Linked DNA regions of Mus musculus: all the other regions are linked to region 1. A link is a contact called in public HiChIP or PLAC-seq, Micro-C and promoter capture Hi-C data. All regions are on one chromosome and are shown on one strand. Each heading gives the region's core, a stretch centred on a gene start, on an enhancer-like site or on the middle of the called end of the contact. The rest is flanking DNA. Distances are from core to core; before and after follow the strand shown. Region 1 holds the start of Marcksl1 (MARCKS-like 1). Region 2 overlaps C77080 (expressed sequence C77080). Region 3 holds the start of Ptp4a2 (protein tyrosine phosphatase 4a2). Region 4 holds the start of Spocd1 (SPOC domain-containing protein 1). Region 5 holds the start of Yars (tyrosyl-tRNA synthetase).

Evidence for each region. Promoter capture Hi-C pulls out the DNA fragments that hold promoters and counts their contacts. A called contact is a pair of places that touch in the nucleus more often than the background predicts. HiChIP or PLAC-seq counts read pairs in DNA pulled down with a chosen protein or histone mark.
Region 2: an H3K4me3 HiChIP or PLAC-seq map of embryonic stem cells shows a contact between it and region 1, with 11 read pairs. The contact joins the enhancer-like site here to the promoter of Marcksl1 in region 1. A contact is called at or near these places in 13 of 39 promoter capture datasets (the 3T3-L1 cell line, 3T3-L1-derived adipocytes, the C10 cell line and 8 more), 1 of 484 Hi-C or Micro-C datasets (embryonic stem cells), 4 of 115 datasets of contacts at active chromatin or transcription factors (embryonic stem cells and pancreatic cancer cells) and 2 of 9 other capture datasets (adipose tissue and pancreatic islet).
Region 3: a Micro-C map of embryonic stem cells shows a contact between it and region 1, with 5 times the contacts expected there. The contact joins the promoter of Ptp4a2 here to the promoter of Marcksl1 in region 1. A contact is called at or near these places in 1 of 484 Hi-C or Micro-C datasets (embryonic stem cells) and 2 of 115 datasets of contacts at active chromatin or transcription factors (effector CD8 T cells and pancreatic cancer cells).
Region 4: an HNF4G HiChIP or PLAC-seq map of pancreatic cancer cells shows a contact between it and region 1. The contact joins the promoter of Spocd1 here to the promoter of Marcksl1 in region 1. A contact is called at or near these places in 2 of 39 promoter capture datasets (pre-B cells and stem cell-derived epiblast-like cells) and 2 of 115 datasets of contacts at active chromatin or transcription factors (double positive thymocytes and pancreatic cancer cells).
Region 5: a promoter capture Hi-C map of neural stem cells shows a contact between it and region 1. The contact joins the promoter of Yars here to the promoter of Marcksl1 in region 1. A contact is called at or near these places in 13 of 39 promoter capture datasets (the 3T3-L1 cell line, the C10 cell line, cranial neural crest and 8 more), 2 of 484 Hi-C or Micro-C datasets (both in embryonic stem cells), 3 of 115 datasets of contacts at active chromatin or transcription factors (embryonic stem cells and large pre-B cells) and 3 of 9 other capture datasets (adipose tissue, liver and pancreatic islet).

What each region holds. Positions count from the first base shown.
Region 1 is chr4:129,512,289-129,514,988 of GRCm38.p6, forward strand. It overlaps Marcksl1 (MARCKS-like 1), which reads left to right and starts at 1,293. Exons shown (of 2, transcript NM_010807.4): 1 at 1,293-1,628; 2 at 2,429-2,700. The coding sequence starts at 1,542.
Region 2 is chr4:129,221,034-129,223,733 of GRCm38.p6, forward strand. It overlaps C77080 (expressed sequence C77080), which reads right to left. Exons shown (of 7, transcript NM_001033189.3): 6 at 782-2,700; 7 at 1-444. The coding sequence ends at 422. Among named protein-coding and RNA genes, the nearest start is that of Gm12976, 17 kb to the right of the region's middle. Within about 2 kb of position 1,273, at least 41 of the 459 cell types and tissues checked have an H3K27ac peak or open chromatin away from gene starts, as enhancers often do. A contact at or near this core is called in embryonic stem cells, where this site is marked.
Region 3 is chr4:129,819,078-129,821,777 of GRCm38.p6, forward strand. It overlaps Ptp4a2 (protein tyrosine phosphatase 4a2), which reads left to right and starts at 1,402. Exons shown (of 6, transcript NM_008974.4): 1 at 1,402-1,524.
Region 4 is chr4:129,927,478-129,930,177 of GRCm38.p6, forward strand. Spocd1 (SPOC domain-containing protein 1) reads left to right here and starts at 1,290. Exons shown (of 15, transcript XM_017320505.1): 1 at 1,290-1,321; 2 at 1,772-2,700. The coding sequence starts at 1,320.
Region 5 is chr4:129,188,616-129,191,315 of GRCm38.p6, forward strand. Yars (tyrosyl-tRNA synthetase) reads left to right here and starts at 1,288. Exons shown (of 13, transcript NM_134151.5): 1 at 1,288-1,457. The coding sequence starts at 1,401. S100pbp (S100P binding protein) reads right to left here and starts at 964. Exons shown (of 7, transcript NM_001379590.1): 1 at 927-964.

The sequences.
Region 1 (2,700 bases), core at 43-2,542:
ATGTGGACACCACCTCATCCCGCTATGGTCACATCTGTGTGCAGTTCCCTGATTTCTCAGGCCCTGGGGTTGTTTGCACCTTACAGCTTCTGGTCTCCCAGGAGGCCTCTCCTAGGACAGAGGGACATATTGGTTGAGCTGTTCAGGACATCAGCCTTTCTTTCACAACCTTCGGCTTCCTCTAGCCTGAAGCCTTTCCTATTGGGGGACAAGAGGAAGTAGCTGTACACATCGGAAAACATATATAGGCTCAGCCAAGGACTCTGGGATTCTAACTGGCCTACCTGGTCCAAAGAAGGAAACAGAGAAGGACCAGGTCTTCAAACAGGGTAGGTTTGGGGGTTTATCCCTAATAGTGTGCCACAGTTGTGGAAGAAATCCAAACGATTCCTGTCACATTCAGGAAGGGGTATTTGGAGTCTGTTGAGCCTCCCTGGCTTTATGGTACCTACCTATATGTGGAAGTCTCAGTGTATGGTCACAGACTCGAGGGGAGGGAAGCCAGGCCTAAGTCAGGTATACTTAAACATCTCTGCGCCCCAGGCTCTTTGCTTACAAAGGGGGATGAAGATGCAATGCCTTCTGGTCAAAGACACACACACACAAACACACACACACACACACACACACACACACACACACACACACACGCACACACACACACACGGCAGTGGGGAGACAGAGAGAGACAGAGACAGAGACCTGGTGATGGATTTAGGTTGTGAGGAGTAAGAGCTGCCACCAACAGACTGAGAAAACCGACTTGTTGGATCTCCATTTTGACCTGAGTTAGGTCAGCCCCCCAGGGTGGCCGCACAGCACATAGACTGACAGGGACGTGGGTGGGACTTGAATTCTGGCCTGAGGGGGCGCCGAACTCAGGGTATGTGTGTGTGTGTGGGTGTGTGTTTGTGTCCGGGCGCGTGAGTTTTGGACAAATTTCTAGAGTGTAACTCAGCACCAGCCGTCTGACGAGTCTGGACATGTGAGCCCTTCCAAGAGTTCAAGGAGCCAGTGTAGAACCAGGGACTGGGGGCCTCTCCACTGTGAAGTATGAGTTAGGCTGAAAGTGGGCTGGGGATGACTGAGTGCTTCTTCATCGACGGCCTCCTCCCAGTCCATCTCCCGGACCGACCGGGAACCTCTCTCATTTCCACACTGAACCCTACTTGCCCCTGGTCGTCCCAAGTGATGGGGGAACCAGACAGCTTGGCACTGCCCACTGCACGAGAGGAACCCGGGCCCGACCCCGCCTCCACCCCGGATTGGGTGCTCATTTAAATGTCCGGCCCCGCCCCGAGCCTCGGGCGCGTACATATAGGCGGCTCGGCGGGCGGCGGGCGGCATTCTGGCGCGGAGCGCAGCAGCAGTGGGCGCAGCTAGCGGGTCGGCTGCGGAGCGGGGGTGCAGTGCGCTTTGCCCCCCGTACCCCTCCCCCTCGGACGCAGCCCCACCCCTCTGCCCGCCGGGCCGTCCCAGCCGAACTATCCCCTGCGGCGCCAGCGCGGGGCGGCTCCGGGCGCCCCCAGCAGACCCCCATCATGGGCAGCCAGAGCTCTAAGGCTCCCCGGGGCGACGTGACCGCCGAGGAGGCAGCGGGCGCTTCCCCCGCGAAGGCCAACGGACAGGTGAGTGCGCTCGGAGCGGCGGATCCCGGCCCCCAGCCCGCCGGCCTCGCCCCCTCTGGGGCCCAGGGCCGGGGCCGCGCGCTTTGTCCGGCCCGGGACACGCGGCGCCCCCTCCCCCGCCCGGTCCCTTTGTTCTCGGCGCCGCAGCCCCCGCGGGCGAACGAGGGGAGGGGCGGGAGGGGGCGCCGGCCGGGCTCGTCGCCTTCTTTGTTCGCGCCCGGCCCGCGGGCGCTGCCCCCAGGCCGCCCCGAAGGCCGCGCGGGAACAAAGGCGCTGCTAGGCCGCACCAAGGGGGCGTCTAGGGCCGTGGGGATGGTACTCGGCGCCCAGGGCGCCCCATCTGGAGCCCCGATCCCGGCAGCCCGCGGTGGCTTTTGAAGCGGTGGGGAGCAGAGATGCGGGGAGACTCTGGGGTGGGTGGGGGCTGATCACACAAAGCGCAAGCCTGGGAAAATAGGCCGTCCAGGTGCGGGGAGGCAGCGCCCCAGGGCTGCTTCCCGCCCAGTAGTGCTGGGCAAGGCTGGCCCGCCGGCGAAGGATCCAGGCCCGGTGAGGTTCCGCGCGGAAAATAGAGAGCGCGCCCCGCGGGAGGGGGGTGGGGGCCCGAACCCCAGCGCCTCCTGCTGGCTGCGCTCGTCCCTGCGCGCCTGTGAGGGGTGAGGGTGATGTTGGATGGGAGTGAGGCCAAAGCCAGACTTGGTTGCCTTTGGATGTCGGCGGTGGCCTGCGAGGGGCCAGAAGCGGGCTGGGGGAGGGGAAGAAGGGCCCGGGCCCTCACTGCTGTCCCCTCTGCCCCGCAGGAGAATGGCCACGTGAGAAGCAATGGAGACTTAACCCCCAAGGGTGAAGGGGAGTCACCACCCGTGAACGGAACAGATGAGGCAGCTGGGGCTACTGGTGATGCCATCGAGCCAGCGCCCCCTAGCCAGGAAGCTGAGGCCAAGGGGGAGGTCGCCCCCAAGGAGACCCCCAAGAAGAAGAAGAAATTCTCTTTCAAGAAGCCTTTCAAATTGAGTGGCCTGTCCTTCAAGAGAAATCGGAAGGAGGGTGGGGGTGATTCCTCAGCCTCCTC
Region 2 (2,700 bases), core at 23-2,522, 290 kb before region 1:
GCCCTGGAGGATGGACATGCAGCCACTTTGCAAAGTGCTTTGATTCTAGATTGCAATAAACATGATTCCAGACATGAAACAAAATAAACGCGTATTCTGCTCCCCTCCCACCGCTGTGGCCTTGGGGGCCGGGGTGGGGCACAGCCACCCCCTCCCTCCAGCTACCTTCTTCAAGTGGAGGCTAAGGCCGAGGCTGAAGGGCTGCTGGAGGTGAATCCTTTCAGGCAAAGGCATGAGGGGAGGGGTCACTTGGAGGATGGGCAACACCAGGCTTGCATAAACATGGAGGCTGTGGAGATTAAGGCCGCAGGCATCCTGTCTTAGGTTGTGTCTGCCAAATCCTCTGTTCCTTGGAGCTGCTCGGGTCCCTGAGAGACTGTATCCCTGGGATGGGTCAGCAGGGCCAGTTGAGTGATGACGGTCAGACCAGTTTCTTCTGTGGATCTGTGAGAAAAGGACATTGGTTCAGCAGGCCTTCCAGCTGGGGTCTGACAAAACCCCCAAAACGCTCCTCACCCAACCTTCCTATATCCCGTCCCTTCACTGACACTAGGCTAGACACTTATAGACAGCCGGTATCGTGGGTGTCTCCGCCCCATTTTAAACCTAAGTGAGATAGGAGATAATGTGACAAAACTGAAATTTATTCCGGGCGGCTGCCAGAGCACATGACCCGACTATCCCTCCAGGCTCAGACTGCTATCAGTTTTTGTAGATCCAAGAGCATGCCCACCTATGGTGGGCCCTCTGAGAACGGATTTTGCACCAGTGCCTACAGTACCTGAACCAGGGGAGCCCATCTTCTCTGTAGCAGCCAGCTGCACACCTCCATTCTCCGCCAGCTCCCCGTTAGTCCTGTCCTCAGCGTGAGGGAGCCCATTGGTGGATGGAGCAGTAAGAGACTCCGTCCTGGGAAGACTGGGGGACGGAGGAGGGACTCCCACTGAGGGTTTGCGGGCCACTGGTGGGGGAGCCTTGGAAGGCTTCTTCTGGGCCTGGGGAGGTGGCCGATGCTCTGAAATGCTCCGAAGTTCAGCCACCAGATTCCGCTGGAGGTCAGCCTGGGCCTCGGGGGACACGGGCCTCTCCAGCTGCAGTTTTTTGGTGCCCTTGGAGAAGATGAAGCTGGCCTTGGAGGCAGGAGACTGTGGCGACCGTGGCTCTGCCTCGGGTATTCCAGTGGGCAGAGCACTCGCAGGACTCTCACTGGCAGCCAGGCTAGAGGCCTTGAGTCGGACGGCAGCATGGAGCCCAGAGGAGGGAGCAGTCACTGGGCTGGCGCGCCCAGACAGGGCTCTTCGCAGAGGCTTCTGAGGGGCCGATGAACCCGGAGAAGGGTTCGGAATCCCTGTGGAAGCACCCACAGAGCGAAGCCGGACCATCTGCAGGAGCGAGGGTGTGACCAGAGGCGTGCCCGAATCCTCCCTGGGAGCCCCGCTGTGCTTGCCCACTGAGTCCTTCTGTGGGAGCCTGGCCAGAGGTTCTGATCCAGAACTAGGAGGTGGAGCTGGCGGAGGAGTCTGGGACAAGCTAGCAGCTGGGGGGACGGCAGCCTCAGAGCTGCAGGACTCCAGAGGGCCAAGCTCAGGGCCTGCATTGAAGAAGACCTCCTCAGGAGGGGGGAAGTCAGCCATCGACAGGTCCTGTTCCTCAGGTGCAGGTGGTGGTGGCGGCGGCCAGCTGGGATCTGGAAGGATCTCCACAGCAGCTTCCGGAGGAGGTGGGGCCTCCTCCAGCACCTCCGGCTTCTTAGTAGGTGGTGGGGGTGGATGGTAAGATGGGGGTGGGGATGGTGGGGGTGACTCATCTTTGGAGGCAACAGGAGACTCCTGGGCTGGAGTCAAGGTTGTCTGGGGCATGGAAGGGGATGCAGGACTGGTGTCGATGGTGGACACCTGCCCAGGAGCCACAGCAGGGGCAGCCAGAACAGGAGCAGCTTGGTTCGAGCTCTTGGACTTGGAAGGTGGTGGAGAGAAAGGAGCAGGCACCTTGGGATGAGGAGGTATGACGAACCTGTCACTCAAGGGGGTAGACATTTGTGGGCCAGAGCGGTCTAAAGGAGTAGGGTCTGAAGAAGAGGAACACAGAGATGTAAGGGAAGAGGATACAGAGGCCCCAGGAGATCGAAGGGATGTCACTCGATCTGGTTTGGGGGGCTGAGCCTTGCCTGGGGAAGCAGGGGCAACTGCCAGACCCTTGGGAGGGAGAGTTGGGGTACCGCTCTGGCTCGAGTAGCCACTTGAAGGTGAAAGTGTCCGTTCTGGGGAACGTGGGGGACGCCTGGAGCCACCTGGGGACAAGCCAGAGCCCCAGGTGCCTGCTGAGCTGGGTGGACAAGATACTGCCCCCACCCCTGAAGAGCCACCCGCAGTGGGCGGCCGAGGCAGCTGTGGCTGCTGCTTTCGCTCAGGTTTGGGCGGCAACCCTAAGGGCCCATCAGGCACTGCGGAGCCGCGCTGATGGAGGGAGTAGGTCCGGCGGGGAGGCGGGGGAGGCCGTTTCATCTTACGCAGGGACACACTCCTGCCAGACAGCTGCCCACTGCTTCGGATGCTGGCCGTGTCTGAGGTCTCCGCAGTGCTACCCCCGCTGGGGGAGCCCCGCCCACTACCGCCTGGAGGAGGGGGCGCCACATTATTGCTAGCTACAGAGCCTTCTGGCTGGCCCTCAGAGCCCCCCTTAGAGGAAAGAGTGGAACCA
Region 3 (2,700 bases), core at 152-2,651, 310 kb after region 1:
ACCCACTTCTCAGGCCAGCCTCCAGAGCCTTTTCCTGTTCCACTTGGCAATAGCCCAAACCAGCCTCCCAACTCACCGGGTAACCACATTTTCCAAACAAGAAATCAAGATGCATGAACTGGCTTATAACTTCTGGCCAGGTTTCAAAAGCAAAAGGCAAACAAAAACAAAACAAAACAACACAACACAAAAAACCTCCTTCCATTAGAGAATCTCTAAGATAATCTTCAAAACTGTTAAAATCCAACTCAAACTTTTTTTTTTTTTTGAGGCTCCCAAGAGTTGAATTTAGGGCCTCACATGCAAGGCAAGCTTTTCCCAGAGTTCTATTCCCAGTTCCAATTCTAGAGGTGCTTTCTTTCTGTAGACCAGGCTGGCCTTGAACTGGGTTTAAAGGCATAGGCCACCACCGCCAGACTTTTTTTTTTAATCACGCCCATTCTTCATACTTTATTTAAGTATTGAAGAGTATCTGTGCTGTGAAGACAGTATTCCGCTTAATAGTTGAGAATACCTAGGAAAAAACTTTTTCCTTAATTCTGCATTTCCGTATCTAAAGAGTCTGTGTGTTGCTTGCCCGATAGAGGTCTGGGGAGCAGGGCAGAGAGACTTCGCAGAGATGTTCGAGGCCTCCAGGAAGGACAGCCAAGTATAAGGTACTCGGTTCCCCACTTCTGAGCTGGAAATCCCCGAGCTCAGGCCCCGGTTGCCGCCCAGTCCCAGTCCCAGACCCAGCGGGATCTGGCTCGAGGCGCCTCCCGGGATCCGGAATCCGCCCGCGACCTTGCGGGTCACTGGGTGGCCAGAGGCGCTAACTTAGACCCAGGTGCGGATGGGCGAGTCGCAGAGTGGGCGGGCGCTTCCCTCAGCCACGTTCGTCACCCCGCTACCCCCACCCCGCGCCGGTCACATGTATACGCCTTCCGTCGCCCCCAGTGCCGAGCGCAGCAAGCCACGCGGAGGCGGAGCGCGGGAGGCGCCCAGGGCAGTGGGTCAAAGCTCTGTAGGCAGAGTGGGTGGGGCCAACCGCCGCGAGCCGCCGGCAGCCAATCATCGGTTCCGAGGGCGTGGCTGCGCCGCGCGCGCCGCGCCCCGCAGCGCCCCCTGAGGGGCGGCGGCGGGAGCTGGTCCGGCTGCGCGCGCAGCGGTGGTGGCGGCGGCGCGATCGGCCGGGCTGTAACCGTCGTTCGTCCGGGAGCGGCTGGAGCGGCAGCAGCGGCCGGGCACGGCGCGAGGCGACGCCAGCGGGCAGCGGCGGTAGCGGGGGCAGCGGCGGCAGCGGGGGGGGAACACAGCGGCGGTCGCGGCAGCAACAGTAGCAGCAGCAAGACGGACTCGTGGACACGCGCCGCCGCCGCCGCCGCCGGGCCGGGCCGGGTGTCGCGCGCCGAGGCTGGGGGGGAGTCGTCGCCGCCGCCGCCGCCGCTCCCGCCGCCGCCGCCGCCGCCGAGGTGACTGAGGAGAGAGGCGCCTCCTCGCTCCCGCCTCCGCCGGCCTTCAATGCCCAGTCCCCAGCTTGCCAGCGTGAGTGCGCCCCTCCCGGGCGGCCCCGCGCGGCGCCCGGGCCTCGGGCAGGGGAGGGCGGGAGGCGCCGCTGCCATTAGAGCAGGCCCGAGACACGTCCCCGGAAGGAGGGCCGGGCCGGGCCAGGGGCGGGGAGCGCGGCTCGAGGTGGGGTGAGCGAGCGAGAGAGCGAGAGAGCGTAGAAGAATGCGGGAGAAGGTGCGTGTGCGGGCAGCATGTGTCCTTGTGGGGGCGAAGGTGTGGTGAGAGCGAGTGGGGACGAGGAGGAGCGTGGCGGACTAGGTGGTGTGCAGGGGTGCGCCTGCGTTTGTCCGGCGCGTGAGCACAGGCATCCTGGAGGCCCCTTGGTCTTTGTGTTGATAGGGAACCCTTCGCGTCCAGGGACTTAATTCACTCAAGCGTGGGATCCCTGAGTTGCAGTCAAGTAAGAGAAAAGGGTCTGAGTCTCCCGTGACGCTGATCTCTGGCGTTCTTTCCCCTTTTCGTAAAAATGTATTGTAAATTTATGAATTTCCAGAGATGTCTTTGCCATCCTCCCCACCCCCATTTCCCAGCGCTAACCATCCAAGCTTGACTCTTGTCCCGGAGTCTGAGTTTTAGCCGGTAAAGTATTCGGAAGCGTAAACTTTTTTTTTTTTGGCAAATGCTCAGTGTTGAGGTCAAGGCTATTTAATGAGGTAAGCCGCGGTATCTTTTATCTGTGACTCTCTCGTATCCTTCTGCAGAAAAGCGCCTAAGAAACGGTCATAAATATCGATAAAGTGCCATAGTTTAGTTTCTGCCCTTGGATTTGTCACGAAGTATAAAGTGACTAATCTAGCGTCATTGTAGGCATTCAGCAAATGTTTCAGTTTGGAGTCGCTATTGCTGGATTAGTATATGGTATTTACTTGCTTCCCCGCTCTGTGTTACTGAGCTGTTTCAGACAGGAAGTGAGAGAAGTTGAGCCTTGTTAGTGTGCAAGAGGAAACTAAGACTATAGAAGAACTCACATTATCAGAGCTTCGTTTTTTGATCCTGACACTCTTAGTTTTGGATCGGATGATCGGAAAGAATTGTTAATGGACTTTTTCTATGGGGGATGCAGAAGAAGTTCTTTTGTTTCATTTGTTTTATTGGACTTTTAGAAGTTCCAAATAGGTTCTTGATTTGGTATCATCTCAAATGCTTCATAAC
Region 4 (2,700 bases), core at 40-2,539, 420 kb after region 1:
ATTAGATGAAAGATATTTTCAAATATTGCTTCCATTCTCCCATTCCAGTGTGCCTTCCTGCTCTCTTGGGAAGAGGTGAGGTGGAAGTGGCTTCCCAGAATCCCTTGCAACTGGTATTTTATTTGTTGTATCTATTTAATTCGGGGCAGGGTCTTATACACCCAGGCTGGCCTCTGAATTCAAAGGCAGAGGGTGGTGCTGGGCAGACTTCACATTTTACTTTGCTTCTCTCTCTCTCTCTCTCTCTCTCTCTCTCTCTCTCTCTCTCTCTCTCTCTCTCTCTCTGTCTCTCTCTCTTTCCCTTCCTTCTCCCTCCTCCTCCTATTTATTTATTTATTTATTTATTTATTTATTTATTTATTTATTTGTCGTTTTTTTTTTGAGACAGGGTTTCTCTTGTATAGCCCTGGCTGTTCTGGAACTCACTTTGTAGACGAGGCTGGCCTGGAACTCAGAAATCCGCTTGCCTCTGCCTCCCGAGTGCTGGGATTAAAGGTATGGGCCACCATGCCCAATACATTCAATTTTTAAAAATTAAAAAATATTCAAAAACTAAAAACTGGGTGGAGGGGGGAAAGAATAGTAAATAAAGTCACCACATGTGGGATCAATAACTAATTAATCATAAATTATAATATATATAATCAACAACTAATTATACTATTAACAATAAATATAAATAATTAATAGATTAATGGATTATTAAGTGCCATATCACTTGGTTTTTAAATTTTAAGAGCCAAGTGATATGTGCATGGGAGTGTCACCCATAGCTATGAAATCAGGCAAACAAAATCGACCACAAAGAAAAACCCCAAAGTTCCACAGAGTAGAGGGTTGAGAAATGAGAGGAAGTTTAAACTTTTCTATTTCTTGACGTTCTATTCGACTAGAAGGCACATGTGTGTCTAGATATATTGTATGCCAGACAATATTAAAATATCTAATTAGGAAAAATAATCAGATTTGAGTTTAACAATCCCCAGGGGTTTCAGACACCTCCTCCACTCTGTTTACAATCTTAGGCAGCTTTCGGCATCCGGGGGGTCTGCGATTCCTTTGCCCACGCACCCCGCACCCCGCCCGGTCGCGTGGAGGCAGAATGATTGGCACCTCCTCCCAGAAGCCCTCGGCAGGGAGCGAGCGCCTCCTGCTGGACAAGAACGCCAGCACCCCTAGGGAGCCGTTGCTGGGCACCACCAGGTCCTGCCTCCCACCCCTTGGATCCAGGACCATCTTCTCCGCATCACGTGCTTCTTCCCTCAACCCCCCCCCCCGGCCCCCCAGGAGTAGAAGGAGAAGGAGCTGTAGCAGCTCAGATGTAAGCGGTTGGAGCTTTAGGTCGGAGGTCCTAGTGCGTTCAGGGACTGGCTTGATTCAGAGTCCTGTTTATAGGAGTGGGGTATAGATAGGGCTGAGATTTCTGCTCCGTGTGGAGCTGGCTTTTGCATTTCTGGGAGAATCTCCTCTTTTCTGCTCTCTGTGTGCTTTTGGGCAGTCTCTGAACCAGCTAGGGTGAAGCGAGATACCTCATTTCACAGTGTCACTGATAAGTAGTGACTTTTACCCTTTTTCATTTAAGCAGAAAGCTTAAAGGGTAAAAAAGCTCTTGGGAAGCTCAGAGGAGTGGCCCTATCTGGATAGCTTCCCTTCTGCAGACTAGTGCGAGGAGTGGGGGTCGGGGGAGGGAGCATGTCTAGGAGGTGAGTTGGCAAGCCGGGGAGGACTACCCAGTCAGGCTTTCCCTGAGACCTCCCTCTTTTCCACATAGGCCTGTTGACAAGTTTTTAGCCAGGGCTGGTGGACAGAGGACATTGTCTAGGTTCCAGGACTCTCTGTGTGACTTCTTGGCTACTGGAAGCTCCAGAAGTCTTTGTGGTACATCACTGGACTTCCCAGATAGAGTACTGGTCTGTACAGAGGGGCCAGCAGGAATGGAAGAGGCCAGCAGCCCCAGCTTTAGACAAGCCACCACTGTCGAAGGAATGGTTTCCCCAGAGGATCCTACACTCAGCAAAGAGGGGCTCAGTGCAAAGGGCCCGCCCCCATCTCCAGTCCTGCCCCCTTTCCGAAGGAAATGCAGGAAGTGTGGAATCTGTCCCCAGGAGGAGGAAAAGTCAGGTTTTTCCCTGAGGTTTGGTCAAAGACCAGATGGGGACCCTCCCGAGTGTGCTTCTCCAGAGGCCTTTGCAGGTCCCCCAAGGCTTCTTTCTTCTAAGGACACTGAGCCTGGAGAGCCAGGTGGAAGTTGGGTGGAATGTGCTGTAGAAACCGAGGTTGAAAACATGCTCTTTTCTAAGGATGGGGTTGCGCCAGACAGCCTTGATCACCTTTTTGAATTCCCAGGGCTCTTTGGAGGCGAGCCCCTTAGTCTGGTCACCCAGGAGCCTCTTCAGAGTCCAGCACTGTACCCAGAGGTGCTGACTGAGGATTCTACAGATCAGCAGGAAGTACAGCCCGCGTTTGTGGTTGGCAGCCCTGGCACTCCACCTGACCCGGTGGGGCCAGAGGACAAGGCCCAGTCAGGGTCCAGGATGGAGCTGGAACAAGGACTTTCTGCCCCAGCCAATTCCTGTGCTAGCTCCCCAGAGCCCTTGGGTGGGCTCGATGGTGCACCCCTAGAGCAGAGAAGACCTACACATGTGAAGAAGCGGCCTTGGACAAGTCCAGATGACTCAAGCCAGGATCACGCAGAGGGAG
Region 5 (2,700 bases), core at 38-2,537, 320 kb before region 1:
TCCCACACAGGCCCAGGCAGCAGATTTTTCTAAACTGAAGCAACAGGTTTCTTTTACAAGAATAGTCTATTAAAGCCTGGGGCTCTTAACAACCACGGGGGGGTGGGGGGGGGAGGACAAAAAACAAAAAATGAGGGCAGCCGGTGAACTCCGTCCTCATTTGGTGGCCCTCTGAAGAAGGGCTCACCTTAGGTGTCTGCAGCATTCCCTGCGGCCCTGGATGAAACCCAGCAACGGTGGCCCAGGGATACCTTGCGAGGATGCCCGCGGGCCTCCCCGTCGGGAACACTACCCGCCCGCCCGCCGCGCCCAGGGCCTCTGCACTTCCCTCCTCCTCCCACTCGGGAGAGCGAGTCCTCGCCTCCCCGCGGATAGCGGGAGGAGCGCGTGTTCCCTCCGCGCCCCTCCCCCCAGGGGCGACCCAGGTCCCCCCGCGGGCTCCGCCAGGGCACCCGACCTCAGGGGACAGACGCTGACTGCCACATCTCGGCAGGCTGCGGCCCGCGGTCGCCCGGAGTGGGTCGCCCTCTCCCGCCACGACGCCCCGCGGGAAGCCCGCCATCCCCGCTCTCCCTAGCAACAGCCTCCCGCGGGGAAGGCAGGCACCGGGAGAGGAAGACCCCCCCCCCCGCCCCCACTGGCAGGGCCGGCGGCCCGAGGACCTGACAGCTCCCTTTTCCTCAGCGGGATGAGGGGCGTCACTCGCCCACGGATGTGGAGGTGGGGGGCAGGGACAACCTCCCCGCCCGCCATCACCTCTGGCGCGAGAAGCAGCCCTTCCCTCAGCGAGACGAGCTTCCCTACTCCTCACGGGGGCAAGACGAAGAACGCGGCCCTGTGGAGAAGCAACAGGCGGCCCGCCCCCTCCCCCCCGACCCCTCGCCTAGACGACGGGCGCCGACCCTTACGTCCCGCCCGCTCTTCACCTCCGGAAGCCGGGCCAAAAGCCTGGGCGAGCGGCAGCACCTCACTCCGCCCCCTGCGCCATTTTATCGCCCCCTTCACGACCTCCCCCACCCCGAGGCAGCGGGGCCAACACCAGGGGGAGGGCAAGCAAGCAGTGATTGGCAGGAAACCGCCCCGCCCCTGAGAGGGTGCGTCATGGGCGGCCTTCCTAACCCCGCCCCCCAGCTCCACCTACACTGTTTTGGTTTTTTTTTTTTTGGATGGTTCCGCCCCTTCCTGTTTCATCGATTCTTTCGACTCTCTGCTGCTCCTGACTCGGGGATGCTCGGGGAGAGGAGGGGACAGACAGAATCTAGGCCTAGCAAGCGGAGCGACGAGCTCAGCTGATGCAACCCGACGGGACTAGCGTGACAGTTCCCGGCACGCGGAGACGACGGCGAACGAGGAAAGGGCGCGGGTGCCGGCTGAGCGCGGGAAACAGAGACAGCGGAGCCATGGGTGATGCTCCAAGCCCTGAGGAGAAGCTGCATCTTATCACCCGGAACCTGCAGGTCAGGCCTTGGTGGGGGGTTGGGATGCGCCGTTGGGTACCGAGAATTTGAAGTCCCATGATTCCCGATGCCAATCCCTAAACGAGTGGGGCCGCGGTCTCCGCGCCTGGGCGGCTCTACGGCCCTCTCTGCTAGTTGATCAGTCAAGCAGCCATTCTCAGGGTGCAAGAGAAACTCCAGTGGGCTCACCCTTTGTGTGCACGTAGCTTGTGCTCCAGCCATTCCTGGGGCTGGGAACCTCATTCCACCCATCCTATTCCATGCCGGGAGCACTGCTAGGCTCTAGGGAGTCAGGGCCATGTCTTTCCAGGACTCTGGCGGAGAGAACCGGAAATTTAAAAGGACCTATAACCCAAATAAAACACGTACTGAAAGTTCCTATGACTGAAGTTCTGAAAAGAAATAAGGGGCGAGCTGGCCGAAGAGATGGCTCTGAAATGGAAAGAAAGTACTGCTCTTACAGAAGACCCGTTTTCAGTTCCCAGCACCCATGTCAGGTTATTCGGTACGGCCTGTATCAGGGGATCTGACGTCCTCTTCTGGCGTGTGTGTGTGTGTGTGTGTGTGTGTGTGTGTTGTGTACACGCGGGCGCTGAGAACTGCATTTCAGACAGGGAAGACCCAAGGGGAAGCAAGAATATTGTAGAACAGGGAGAAGGCTAGGCTCAGCTCCGTGGTAAAGCATGAGTAAGGCCCTGGACTCAGCCTTCAGTGCCCTCACACACCCTTTGTCCAAGGACACTGATTTAAATGGAATAAAGCAAGCACAGTACTGCTCGGCCACCACAACTCCCTGCCAACAGAACCGTTTCCATCCCTGCCTGCCCGTGCCTCTGATGTTCCTCCACAGAACCTATTGCTGTCCTTTGACATGTTCTCTAAGGAGAGACAGGTAGGAGCCAAGTCATGAGGGGCTTGTAAACTTTGTTTTACAAGCCAGATAAAGACTGGACTAGAATTACGCTAAGGGCGGTTGCACCACCAAGCTATTTTTTTTTTTAAATTTACCTATCCTGGGTGTGGTGGTACATGCTACCTGTAATCTTAATACCTGAGAGTCAGAGACAGGGGGGTGGCTGCAATTTGGAGGCCAGCCTTGTTTACATAATGAGTTCCTGGCTAGGTAGAGCTCTATACAGAGACCCTGTCACTAAGAACATTCATTCACCTCTTCGAAGGGTACATTTTAGTCAGTTCTTGTATACCCACAAGGTTAAAGTTCTAGAATATTTTTATTCCCAAC